Linked DNA regions of Muntiacus reevesi: region 1 is linked to region 2. The links are chromatin contacts, called in public Hi-C maps. All regions are on one chromosome and are shown on one strand. Each heading gives the region's core, a stretch centred on a gene start, on an enhancer-like site or on the middle of the called end of the contact. The rest is flanking DNA. Distances are from core to core; before and after follow the strand shown. Region 1 holds the start of ANO6 (anoctamin 6). Region 2 holds the start of ARID2 (AT-rich interaction domain 2).

What was found. Hi-C and Micro-C count contacts between places; a contact is called where the count stands out from the background.
Region 1: a contact with region 2 is called in a Hi-C map of blood, with 4 times the contacts expected there. The contact joins the promoter of ANO6 here to the promoter of ARID2 in region 2. A contact is called at or near these places in 2 of 3 Hi-C or Micro-C datasets (blood and muscle).

The regions. Positions count from the first base shown.
Region 1 is chr4:150,923,198-150,929,384 of mMunRee1.1, forward strand. It overlaps ANO6 (anoctamin 6), which reads right to left and starts at 1,401. Exons shown (of 21, transcript XM_065934572.1): 1 at 944-1,401. The coding sequence starts at 1,016.
Region 2 is chr4:150,374,155-150,380,027 of mMunRee1.1, forward strand. ARID2 (AT-rich interaction domain 2) reads right to left here and starts at 2,076. Exons shown (of 21, transcript XM_065934570.1): 1 at 1,841-2,076; 2 at 1,633-1,726; 3 at 462-559. The coding sequence starts at 1,932.

The DNA.
Region 1 (6,187 bases), core at 151-2,650, 550 kb after region 2:
CGGAGTCTGCCTGGTAATTTAATTGCCAGTCTTCCGGATGGGCTCTATCTGTCATCATTAGCTGACAGTGTTCTCTTTAGGGACCTGACTTTCCACTCCTCCAACTGCTTTCCCCTTCCTCATTTCCTCCCACCCCTTTCAGTTAACTCTTAAATAGCTCTCCCTCAGCTCCGTGCACCACTTCTAAAGCATTTTTATCCAGAAATAGGGCACACAGGGCTTCCCCCCGAGTTCCGGGGCCCCTGGACCGGTAGGAAATGCCCAGCGGTCTACCCTGCCTCAGGGCTTCCTCCGCCGCATCACTTCCCCTGCCAGCGCCGCCGATAGAAAAAGGATCCCGGCCCACGCCCAGCGGCCTCAAATCAGTCCCGGGCCGCCCCACCCAGCCCCAGCCCTCCGCCCCCGGGCCGCGCGTCTGCCTTCACCTAGAGATGGCTTCAGGCGGGTCACACCCCTGCTCGCCTTGCCAGGGCGCGCTCCTTGAACCCCGCCCTCGGGCTGGCAGCCCGCGCTGGCTCCCCGGAATCCCCCGTGCCAGTTCGAGCCGGAGAAAATGACCCAAACTTCTTGTCCTAAGTCAAGGTTTCCACGCGCGGGGGCTCCCCTGTGTCTACGATGCCCGATCAGGGCCCTCGTCCCTCGCCCGTCCCGAAACGGACGCGGAGACCCGCGCCTCCCCGTCCTTTCCCGGGGCCGCCCGCTCGCCCGCCCGCCCGCCGCGAGCTGAGCCGGGAGGCGGCTGGAAGCGACCGCATTGCGGCCGCAGGCGGGCGGCGCGGGCTTCCTTCTCCCGGTCCCTCCGCCCCCGACCTGCCGAGGGCGGATGCGGCGCCCACGCGCAGTCCCCTAGCCCTTGCTGCGTGGGCTGAGGACTTCGGGGACGGGCGCCCGGCCCCGCGCCGCCCTCCCACCCACCCCGGCCCCGGGGAAACTCCTCGCTCACCGATATACCCATCCTCTTCGTCGTCCTCCTCCAGCTCCATTTCTAGCAGAACGTCCCTGGTCATCATGGGCATGTCTCCCCCCGCAGCTGGGAACTCGGCGCAAAGTTGGGGGCTCCCTGGAGTCCGGAACTTGGGCTCTCTAACGGGGCGGGCGCCCGGGCAGGGACGGCAGGGCGCGTCTGACTCCCGGCGCAGGGGCCGCTGTGCTCTGCCCGCGCTCGGTGAGTCCGGACCCGAGTGGTGCGCCCAAGACACTCTGGCCGCCGGAGCCGGGCCGGGCCGGGCCACTGAGCATGCCCAGTGAGCGCCGGGGATCGCTGCGGGATGATTGAACTGCCGCGGCTTTACGAGCTCCCAGAAGGAAGTCAGGCGGAGAGAGGAGGGAGTCGCTGGTGCTCGCGCGGTGCCCGCCAGTGAACTCGCCGAAGGGGGAGGCGAGAGCGTGAACTCCGAGCGAGGCAGCTCTCTGTTTCCAGTTCATATATGGGCACGTCCTGGGCCCGCTCTCTTTGATACCTGCTACGCGAGAGGGGAGAGCGCTGCTGCCGCAGCTCCCAGGAAAGACCCTTTAGGCGAGCGAGTCTGGATGGTGTTTAAAGGCGAAGTGGAGCCCATGGCGGATCTTAAAGTATCAATTCCTCTGACTCCAAGTCGGGGAAACATGAATTCTGTAGGGGAATGGGGAGGTGGCAATTACAGAGAAGAGGCCAAACTCGTAGATAAGAAACAACAGAAGAAAACAAGACCAAGAGAGCGAGATCCAAAGAAACACGTTCACAAGAGGCAGGATTTCCGCATCTGGTGAGGCTAGGTTAGGGACCGGAGAAGCGCCCCCTACTCCCGCCCGTAGGGGCGCGTGCAGGGGGTGGTCAGAAATGATTGCCAAGAGGTCTTCTTGAAAGCTTCATCCTCCGTGTCACAAGGGCATAGGAAGCGAAGAGCTCCATTATGGTTAGGTGTGAGCTGTACTCTTGAGCAGTGTGAAAAACCATCATAACCAGAGGAAACAAAGTACTGAAATAAAGTTGAGGCAGAGAGTATAAGAATGCATTCCTGGTAACAGGAGGGAGCTGTAAGACAAATACAGAGGGATTTCTGCTTTCAGACACATGGGGTAATTTGAACTGCGGGTTCCTGGGGTTGTGCATCAGCAGAAATTTTTTCCAAAGAAGCTGGTGAGTTCCCATGGGTCCATTTTGACTTCTCCAAAGGGCTGGAAGGTGCATTTGAAATCCTTGTTATATTCATTGTTCCCCTAAAACTCATTGAAACTTTTTGTATTTTTTTCCACTTAAGTCCAAAATTGTTATGATAATGAGAATAAATATTCAGACGACACGAAATCTGTGCATTTCATTCTCCTATATACTTATTTCTCATATTTTCTTATGAAAGAAAGCATTGAGATTAACTGTTAGTGGGAGTGGGAAACAGCTATAAATATGCATTATAAGACGTGAAGAAATTACTTTTAAGAAAATATTCAGGAAACATATTTACTTCTTAAGGAAACTTTTGGTGGAAAATTATTTTTAATATAAGGAGAAACCAATACAGCATTTTAAAGATAGGAGACTGAAGGGGAAAAAATGAAGAGAAAAGATTAGTTTCTTTTAGTAAACTTTGCCCCTAATGCTTATAATATGGTTCCTACTAAAATAGAAATTCCAGAAGTATTTTGGTTACATGTGAATGTGATTAACATTCTTTGGATGCATCAGGTCTTAGTTGCAGGATCTTTAGTTGCTCCATGTGAACTCTTAGTTATGGCACGTGATATCTAGTTCCTTGTCCATGAATCGAACCTGAGCCCCCAGCATTGGGAGCATGGACTATGAATCAAACCTCCGCCCCTTGCATTGGGAACATGGAGTCTTAGCCGCTGGACCACCAGGGAAGTCCCTCCCCACCAATTCTAAAGCTTTAAAATTCTCGTCAACTCCCTGCTACAGTTCTTTCACCACACAGTCTAGCTCTTTGGGCCTAGGATTTTGTTCAGCATTAATCAGTAGTTAGAAAACTCTTGTGATTGATTTTCCATTAGGTTTCACTGAATCATTTTAAATTCTTCGCAGATTTTGAAGTTTACATTTTTCTTGCCTGATAAATGTTGCAGAGACATTGCTAGACTTATATGTAAAGGTGACTGTTGCTAGAAGGGAAATGAATTATTTGCTTTGGTTAGCTGTAAATTTATTATTGGTAGTCCATTATTTCATTTAATCCATTTCATTTCTTACATTTTGTGCATTACTTTTTTCAACTGAGTAATATATGCTTCAAAAATAATCAAGGTAACAGGCCTGGGTAAGAACCACTCCTTTGACTCTGAAAAATTATCATCTATATCATGAATAGTTTATGAAATAAATTTGTGGCCAGGTGATAGAACTGGCAAAGCTTTTCCAAGTCAGGGATCATAGACCAAGTATCTTCCCCTTCATTGGTCTTCTAATTAATTGCAAGCTTTGTCCGGCCACAGAATGGCCCATCTTTTTCTGCCCATGCCTTAAATGTTGGTACTTTTCTGGTTCCCATCCTCAGACCTCTTTTCTTCCCTACTTAACTCATTCAGTCTTATAACTGTATTATCTTTTCCAAGCAGGGCTAGTTTCATGGGCATACCAACAGTTCATTCACACACGGCCCGACACTCAGAAGGGCTTAATATACTTGAGGTCTTGAGGTCTTAATGCTCTGTGGTTGCCAGCTTGAAGATCTTACTAACAGTATCTTTGGGGTTTTGTTTTGTAAGTGAAGTCCATTGACAGAGTGGAGCATGCCTCCTGCCACCTCTCTGCCTCTCGGGGATAGGTTCAGCTGCCAACTCCTCTCATTTTCTGGCATTTCACTTCTATACACTCTCCCTCTCACCTCATCCAGGACCAGGGAGAGACTTGGGCAAGGGTGCAGGGAAGGTCAGGTTCATTTGTGTGCAGGGCATGGTGGCAGCTGTCCTGGATTGTCAATGCCACAGTGCACCTAGGTGTGACTTGTTAGGAATGAGCCTCTGACCCATGTGCAAGTGCATCCTAGCCTGGAAATTGTAGTCTCTTGAGGTGTACCTCTGATGTGGTTTAGAGATTAGAGGCCATAGGAAGGGACTCAACTTCTCCACCCCCATCTAGAGCATTCAGTTCTGCAGATTTTTGGGAGGAGGACCAAGCAGCTCATGGATCTCAAAGGCTCTTTGAACAAGGGACCCTGAATTTGCATTTTGCACTAAGTCCTCCAAATTGTAGAGTTGGCCTTGATGTCAGGATATTTATTTCCAGCTCAGTTTTCTCTTCTGTGTTGCACATGGTGTATCTGCCTACTTGTTTGAACATCTTCACTTGGATATTTGTTAAGACATTTCAGATTCAGCAAGTTTAAAACTAAATTTATAACCTCTGCGCCATATCTGTTTCCCTAAACTAAGACTGGCACCACTAGTTACACAAGCCAATAATTTGAGCCTCACTTTGATTCCTTCCTCTCTTGTCTTCTCCCTCCTACTCAATCAGTTGCTAAATGGCCTCCACCCTATTTTCAGGGTATCTCAAATACATCCTGTGTTTGGTGCCTATTGTTACATTGTTGCATAACCACACAGTTTGACATTTTAGCAGAGACTTGAAGGAAGTAAGAGATCAAGACATAAAACTGAGGGAGTTGAGTTTAAGGCAGAAGAGAAACTAAGAATAAAAGTTCCAAGTCAGTTCAGTTCAGTCACTCAGTCATGTCCAACTCTGCACCTCTGTGGACTGTAGCACACCAGGCTTCCCTGTCCATCACCAACTCCCAGAGTTTACTCAAACTCATGTCCATTGAGTTGGTGATGCCATCCAACCATCTCATCCTCTGTCGTCCCCTTCTCCTGCCTTCAATCTCTCCCAGCATCAGGGTCTTTTCCAATGATTCAGTACTTCACATCAGGTGGCCAAAGTTATGGAGTTTCAGCTTCAGCGTCAGTCCTTCCAATGAATATTTAGGACCGATATCCTTTAGGATTGACTGGTTGGATCTCCTTGCAGTCCAACAGACTCTCAAGAGTCTTCTATAACACCACAGCTCAAAAGCAATTCTTTGGTGCTCAGCGTTCTTTCTAGTCCAACTCTCACATCCATACATGACTACTGGAAAAACCATAGCTTTGACTAGACAAACCTTTGTTGGCAAAGTAATGTCTTCACTTTTAATATGCTGCCTCGGTTGGTCTTAGCTTTTCTTCCAAGGAGCAAGTGTCTTTTAATTTCATGGCTGCAGTCACCGTCTGCAGTGATTTTGGAGCCCAAGAAAATAAAGTCTGTTACTGTTTCCATTGTTTTCCTGTCTATTTGCCGTGAAGTGATGGGATTGGATGCCATGACCTTCATTTTTTGAATGTTGAGTTTTAAGCCAGCTTTTTCACTCTCCTCTTTCACTTTCAAGAGGCTCTTTAGTTCTTCACCTTCTGCCATAAGAGTAGTGTCATCGGCATATTTGAGATTATTGATTTTTATCCTGGCAATCCTGATTCCAAGCTTGTAAAGTTCCATGGAGAACCACAAAGAGGTCATGGCAATAGTGGCATAAAAGATTAGCCTCAAATGTAGTGACTTAGAGTGAGGTGGAAGCTACAACACCTTTTGTAAATCATGCATTATCATTTCTGCTGTTGGTCATATAGGGCAGTCAGCTCTAATCATTGAGGGAGCTTCCACAGAGGATGAAGACCAGAGGTGGGGATCTTCGGGAGCCATCTTGGAAGCTGGTTGCCACCCATCTCCATTGTCACTGTTCTGATACATACCACCATTCTCCATTCTTAGTTCCTGAGAACTGACTGTTTGCTGGCCACTTTCCTGGATGTTGGGGATTTAATAGAAAAAAACAAAGACAGATGACATCACTGCCCTCATGACCTTCCATTCCAGTGGATGAAGACAAATAAGACAAATGTACTTATTTATTTGTCTCTTTCAGGAAGCAACAGTTATAACCCTGTCTAGAACAACTGATAGGTTCGGGTCTGAGAAAGGAGTATGACAAGGCTGTCTGCTGTCACCCTGTTTATTTAACCTATACACTGAGCACATCATGAGAAATGCCGGGCTGGATGAGTTACAAGCTGGAATTAAGATAGGCTGGAACTATTTACAATTGCTTTACATGGAAGCAACCTAGATGTCCTTTGGCAGATGAATGGATAAGGAAGTTGTGGTAGGTACATATACACAATGGAATATTCCTCAGCTATGAAAAGGAAATGCATTTGAGTC
Region 2 (5,873 bases), core at 826-3,325:
TTCCACATAGAGGTTTCATTTTTTAACAAAATCTTCAAGTCAGAATTTAAAAAGGCAAAGGAGTTTCCAAAACAAAGAAAAAATTTCCCAAGGGATACAAAGTTTCATTAACTATCTTGACTCTTTTACTAAGCATCACCTTTCTGCCCCTCTGTGGATATCAAGCAATCAATAACAATGTCACAAAAGAATGTTTATCAAGATGGGGGGTGGAGTGTCACCTGTAATGATTCTGTATGAAAAATGTAAACAATCCTAAAATAAGTGAGGAAAACTTTCACCTTCCTAGAACCTCCCTTGTGGATATTTAATGTTTCTCAGACTGAAATTAGCAGAAGTTTAGAAACTGATGTGCAAGGTTTGTTTCTTGCTTGGGGCTTTTCTTTTTTCTTTTTGCTAAAACAAATCTCCCCATAAGTCCCTTATTTCCCAACACTGTTGGAAGAGTCACCACTACTCACCGCAAGTAATACTGTTTTAAAGCAAAGGCAGCGTTAGAACAACTTCTGGGAAAGTTGAACTCTTCCACAATTTCTCCCCACTGATTCTTCTCAGAAACCTGTTAAAAACACAGCCACACTTGTCTGAAAGTGCACAATCCAAGAAAACTCTAACCTAACTCTGAAATAAATACCCATTCTACAGAGATCTGCAGATCCCTCAGGAATCGGTGGGTGATTCGGCTCGATCCGTAAGAGTAGCTAAGCAAGGGCTGCTTGAATCACTGTGTTTTCACCCGAGAGCCCGGTATTTAATAGCACTTGTTTTGTTTTGGGGGGCGGAAGGGGGGGTGTTGGTGGGTTTGTTTTGTTTTTGAAGCCCGGACAATAACCAATCGCAAGTCCCTCTGTCGCCCCCTTTTAAATCTCAACGCGGTCCGTTTACACTTTAAAAAAAAAAAAAAAGTTCAAAAGGATCAATACTGTTCCGGACAGCGACGTCCGCAGGTTCTGGGGGGGCCGGGGCCGGGGCCGATTCCGATCCCTCTCCCAGATCTATCCATCTCCATAGGCCCTTCTTTGAGGCCTACAGCTTCTGCCTAGCCTTGAAGCCTAAGATGGCTATTTGGAGACAGGTCCTGGTTTCTTTTGTTAGCTGTATAAACCGAGGGCGACGGGGCCGAGGCTGTGCCCCCGGCTGCCGGGATCATTTCGCAGCCGATTATCGATGTTAAACCTGCCCGCGCTAATTTTGAGTTGCACGAAAACTGCTCTCAGAGTCTGTGTGTCTCTGTGTCTCCGCCTGTGCTAGAGCGGCAGCGGCGGCAGAGCTGACTCGCGAGCGAGAGGGCGGGCGGGCGCGGGGCGGGCGCGGGGCTCGGGCGGGCGCCCCGCACGCCCGCACTCCCCGCCGCGGCGCTCAGACCCCGCCGGGCCGGCCGGGCACCGGGCAGGGCGCGAGCCGGCGCCGGGCCGCCCGCCCGCCGAGCCCCGCGCCCGCCGCGCGCACGCGAGCCACCAGGCCAAAAACAGCCCCGCCGCCGTCCGCCTCCGTGCCACCGGCTGGGAGCGAAAAGAACGCCTCTGGCCCCCGCAGGCCACCCCCCCGGCCCCGAGCGCCCACTCCGGGGTCAAAGGAGACTTTTTGGAGGAGGCCAGCGAGAGGGAAATACAAATTAAAACTTCCACTCACCTTCGCGAATCCGCCTAAAGTAGTGACTCTGGTGTAGAGACCGTGAAGATCCAGCTCCTTCCCACCCACCGCAGGGATTTTTTTAAAAGGCGACCTGCGGGAGAGAGAAAGCCCCGCACTTGTCAGCCGGGACCCCGCGGCGGCCCGAGCGGGAGAGCCCCGTTCGCCCCGGCTCGCCCCGGCGCTGCCCCCCCGGTTCTGCTCTCACCCTCTGCTGTGGTGGAACTGCCGCAGCTCGTCCAGGAAAGCGAGTCCCTTTCTCCGCTCGTCCGGAGGCGCCTTCCCCGTCGAGTTTGCCATTATTTTTTCAAAGGAGGTTTAAAAAAAACCCAGATCGGTGTTTTAAAAGCGCCCCCCGCTCCCAGCGCTTCCTACCAGAGCCCGGAGCCCATTCCTCGGCCGGCGGCGGCGGGGCTCAGTCATGGGCCGGCGGTGGCGGCGGCGGCGGCGGCGGCGGCGGCGCAGGGAGGGAGGGAGGGAGGGGGAGGAGGAGGAGGAGGAGGGGAAGGAGGGAGCAGGAGGCCAGGGGGAGAGGAGGGAAGGAGGGAGGGGAATTTCTAAAAAAGTTTAAAGAAATCGGAGCGAAACTAGAGGGGCAGGCGACTGCCGGATCCGCGCGAAGCCGCGGGGCGAGCGCGGCCCCCACCCCTTCCTTCCCTCCCTCCCGCGGCCCGGCTCTCGCCCGCCTCTCAGCGCCGCCGGCTCAGGCGGCTCGGCCCGGGGACGCGATTCAACATGGTGCTGCTGCCGGGGGCGCGCGAGCGGGCGAGGGGAAAGGCGAGCCGACGGTGAGGGGCCGGGGTGGCCGGAGGCCCGGGAGTTTCGGCGGCCGCGGCGGCGGCGGCGGCGGCGGCGGGGCTGGGGCAGGCGGGGCTGGGGGTGGGGAGGGGGAGGTCTGTGTGGTGGTTTGTGGAAAGCGGGGTGACAGCGTGTATTCCGGCCGCAGCTCCGCGGGGCCCTCGCACACATTCACGCGCGGCCTCGCGGCCGGGGCGTCCCCGGGCAGAAGGCACCGGCGGCAGCGGAGCCGCTGCGCGCCGCCCGCCCGCTTCCCTCCCCGCCAGCCTCCCTCTCTGCCGCCTCCAGCGTCGCCGCCACGGCCGGGCAGCCAGAGCCGCACAGCGACCCCCGAGGGCCGGCCGCGGCACTGCGCCTGACTCCACACCGCCCCGGCAGCTCCTCGCGGGGAACAATAGACTCGGCTCGCCGGGCTTAGGGTTCATCTGCAATGTGCCGCACATTTCACACGCACACAAAGCCGGCGGAAAGGGGGGAGGCGCGGGGAAACGGCCACTACCGGTTGTTCCAGGGTTAGGGGTGGAGGCGATGTTCGCGTCCCCGGCCCGGCAGTTGGCAGGGCCGCCTTGGAGTCCCCGCCCGCCCGACAGAACTGGTGTGGAAGGAAAGGAAGCCCAGAGGGGAAGCTCCTCACGCTAGCCTCGTTCACTGATCTGAATAAAGTCAACCTGTCACCTTTTCTTTTTTTATTAAGGTCTAAAAGAATCGGCTTTTCTGAGCCTTGCGGTGATAGTATTTGGGGGAGGGGGGAGCTGGTTAGCACATTTTCCATGAATTACCCACAAACTAACTTTAGCAAACTGTGAATTAAATACAATGTGAACTGTCTGTCCTAGTTCTGTGGAAATGGAATCGTGCTCTTAATTCATCTTGACTTTGGTTGGTTTCATTTCTCAAACTAGATTATTCTGTGCAGTTATGCAAACAGTAATTAAACTGATTGGGAAGCAATCTTTTGAACTTGGACGATAATTAACATTTATATTTTTATATTAAGGTATCTTATAGTGTGCTTAAAACAAATATTGAATAAAATCTTATGTTTTTGCTTTCTCTCAAATGTCTTAAATGCGATCCCGGTTTAAAATATTTTTGAAGCTCAAAAAAAGAGGCGGTTCAATTGGGAGACGTAACATCTCAACAAATACTACCATAAGTTTGTAACTACAAGGGGTGTTGGGGTCAGCCGTTTGCTGCAAATGTTAATTAAGCTTCAAGAATTGTGAAGCATATCATTAGTCCCATTTCCGCGATGGCCACTATGGGCAAAGTCACCGACACCCAAGGTCACAGGCTAGTAAAGGGTTGGATGGGTTATTTCAGGTTGCGATTTCAATGAGAACATTTACTTGGTAGTGAAAAGAATTATGTAATACAGTCCGGCCACGCTTCCGGTGCTCACTCTAGGAAACGGATTATTTCTCAAGTAAAGTTTGCCTCTTAAATGGGGTTGGAATAAGGCTATGGCTAGGAAGTTCCTGACACCCAAGGGCCAGTAAGTGTCTCGGAAGCCAGTGAGGGGCGGAGACGAGGCCGGGCGAGTGGAGCAGCGAAGCCCTGGCTGAAGGCGAGGGGGGGCGGGGCAGAAGGGAGACCAGGTCATCCGTCCCTTCCCCCACCGGTCCTCTTAGGGGTGGTGGAGATATGGGCCGCAGAGCTGCGAGTCCCGAGCTGTGCGGATTCCCTAAACGCCGCACTTGCGCACAGCCCCTTACGTAACTGTCAGCGCCGGGGATTCCCTAGAGGGGGTCATTCTATTCAACCATTACACACACCCGGGGCTCCTGCCGCCGCGCCGCCGCCTCACAAAATGGCGGCGCCCATAGAGGAGACAGCGGCCGCCTCCTCGGCCCCATTTTGTGGGAGGCGAAAGATCTGTCAACATGGAATACCTCCGCTAAGGATGCATCTCAGTTTGGAAATCCTGCTTAAGGGATGGAGCGGAGAGGATCTGCTTCGACGGAAAATGGCAGCGACTTCCAGCACCTCCACGCTTTTTCACTTATTTCATTTTCTCTAAGGAAGCGCTCGAAGCTGCCGGGGGACTTGTAACTGAAGAGAGAAGGGAAAGCTGCAGCTGACTCCTCCGGGAACTTGCCGCGGCGTCTTTTGGCTTTGGTTGCTCTTCCACGCTCCCGGGAGCTGACCGCGGCCTCGCGGAGGGTCGCCTGGGCCGCCCGGACGGCTCAGAAAGGACCGGGACCCGGCGACGCCAAGTGGCAGCGGCCTCCGCCGAGTCACTTGAACGGCGAGACTTCTCAGTAGTTTTTAAATGCCACAGTCCACAGCCCCACCGGGATCCCTCCCTTGCCAGAGCCGTGAGCTTCGGGAGCCGCGGACGCTCCTGCTCCGTCAGTCTGCCGGGAGCCGGGTTGCCCGGAGTCGGCGGTCCTCGCGGATGCCGGCAGCCCCGGCGCGCCGGGTGGTCGCCGTCGGGACCCGGGCCCTGGATGATGCTACTGGGGCAGGAGTGGGAACGAAGGCACGTACACTGAAATTTAAGTCATCTGGACCTAGGGTTGTATGTTTTAACCGTGTTTTAGGTTAAACGTTAGAACGTTTTTCCTAGTATCCCACTCTGCAGTGGGCAGACCTGGCTATCTCATTTCGAATTTGAAGGGCAGGATGGAGGGGTGACATTTTCTGGTTTTGTTTTTAACGGGGAGGTGGCCACTTCTAAGCCACTGACTGCTTGCTGTTTGTGTGTGTTTGTGTGTATACATTAGTGTGTTTTGCTTTGCAGTACAGATAGCAAAGGCTAAACACCTGGAGTGTGATCCTAACGTTTTAATGCCCCCCCCTTTTTTTAACATTTAAAATGTGATATGTAACGGGACAATCGATTATGAGGAAAAGGAAAGGATTATTTTTCTGCAGAAGACGCTGTCATCCTCAAAATGGAGTCCTAAAGAATATCTGATGGAGAGAATTTAAATTCATAACACTTTAGATATGCTGTAGTCAAAGAAGACAAAAACATAAACCAAATATTTGTCAGATTGTTAAACGATTCTATTTCCCCAAGACTAGAAAAATATAAGGCCAAAGTAAGCTATTAATGAGTATTTCCCTGTAAGAGGTATGTCAAATTTTAAGAGATTCATTTTATGAAACTTAGAAATGCATTTCACGAATAGTTTACTTCAAATTTTTTTATCCAGTTACAGCAGTCTTTTGTATTTGTTTGACTTTTTTTTTTTTTTTGAGGTATTTTGTTTGTGTTGATTTTAACCCTCATCTTGCCTCTCTACTGCAGAACCGCATCTTTCTGCAGGCTGTGCCTCAGTCACTAAGTTCCATGTCCCATCCCCTGCTGCACCCGCTCGCTGCTCCTGGCGCATGCATTACCAGGATACAGTTTCTGGTGCTGTCTGTTCCTACTGATGTTCTTTATATATATGTAATAAACTTGGTTACTACTAATCAGTCTGTATCTCTTGCAA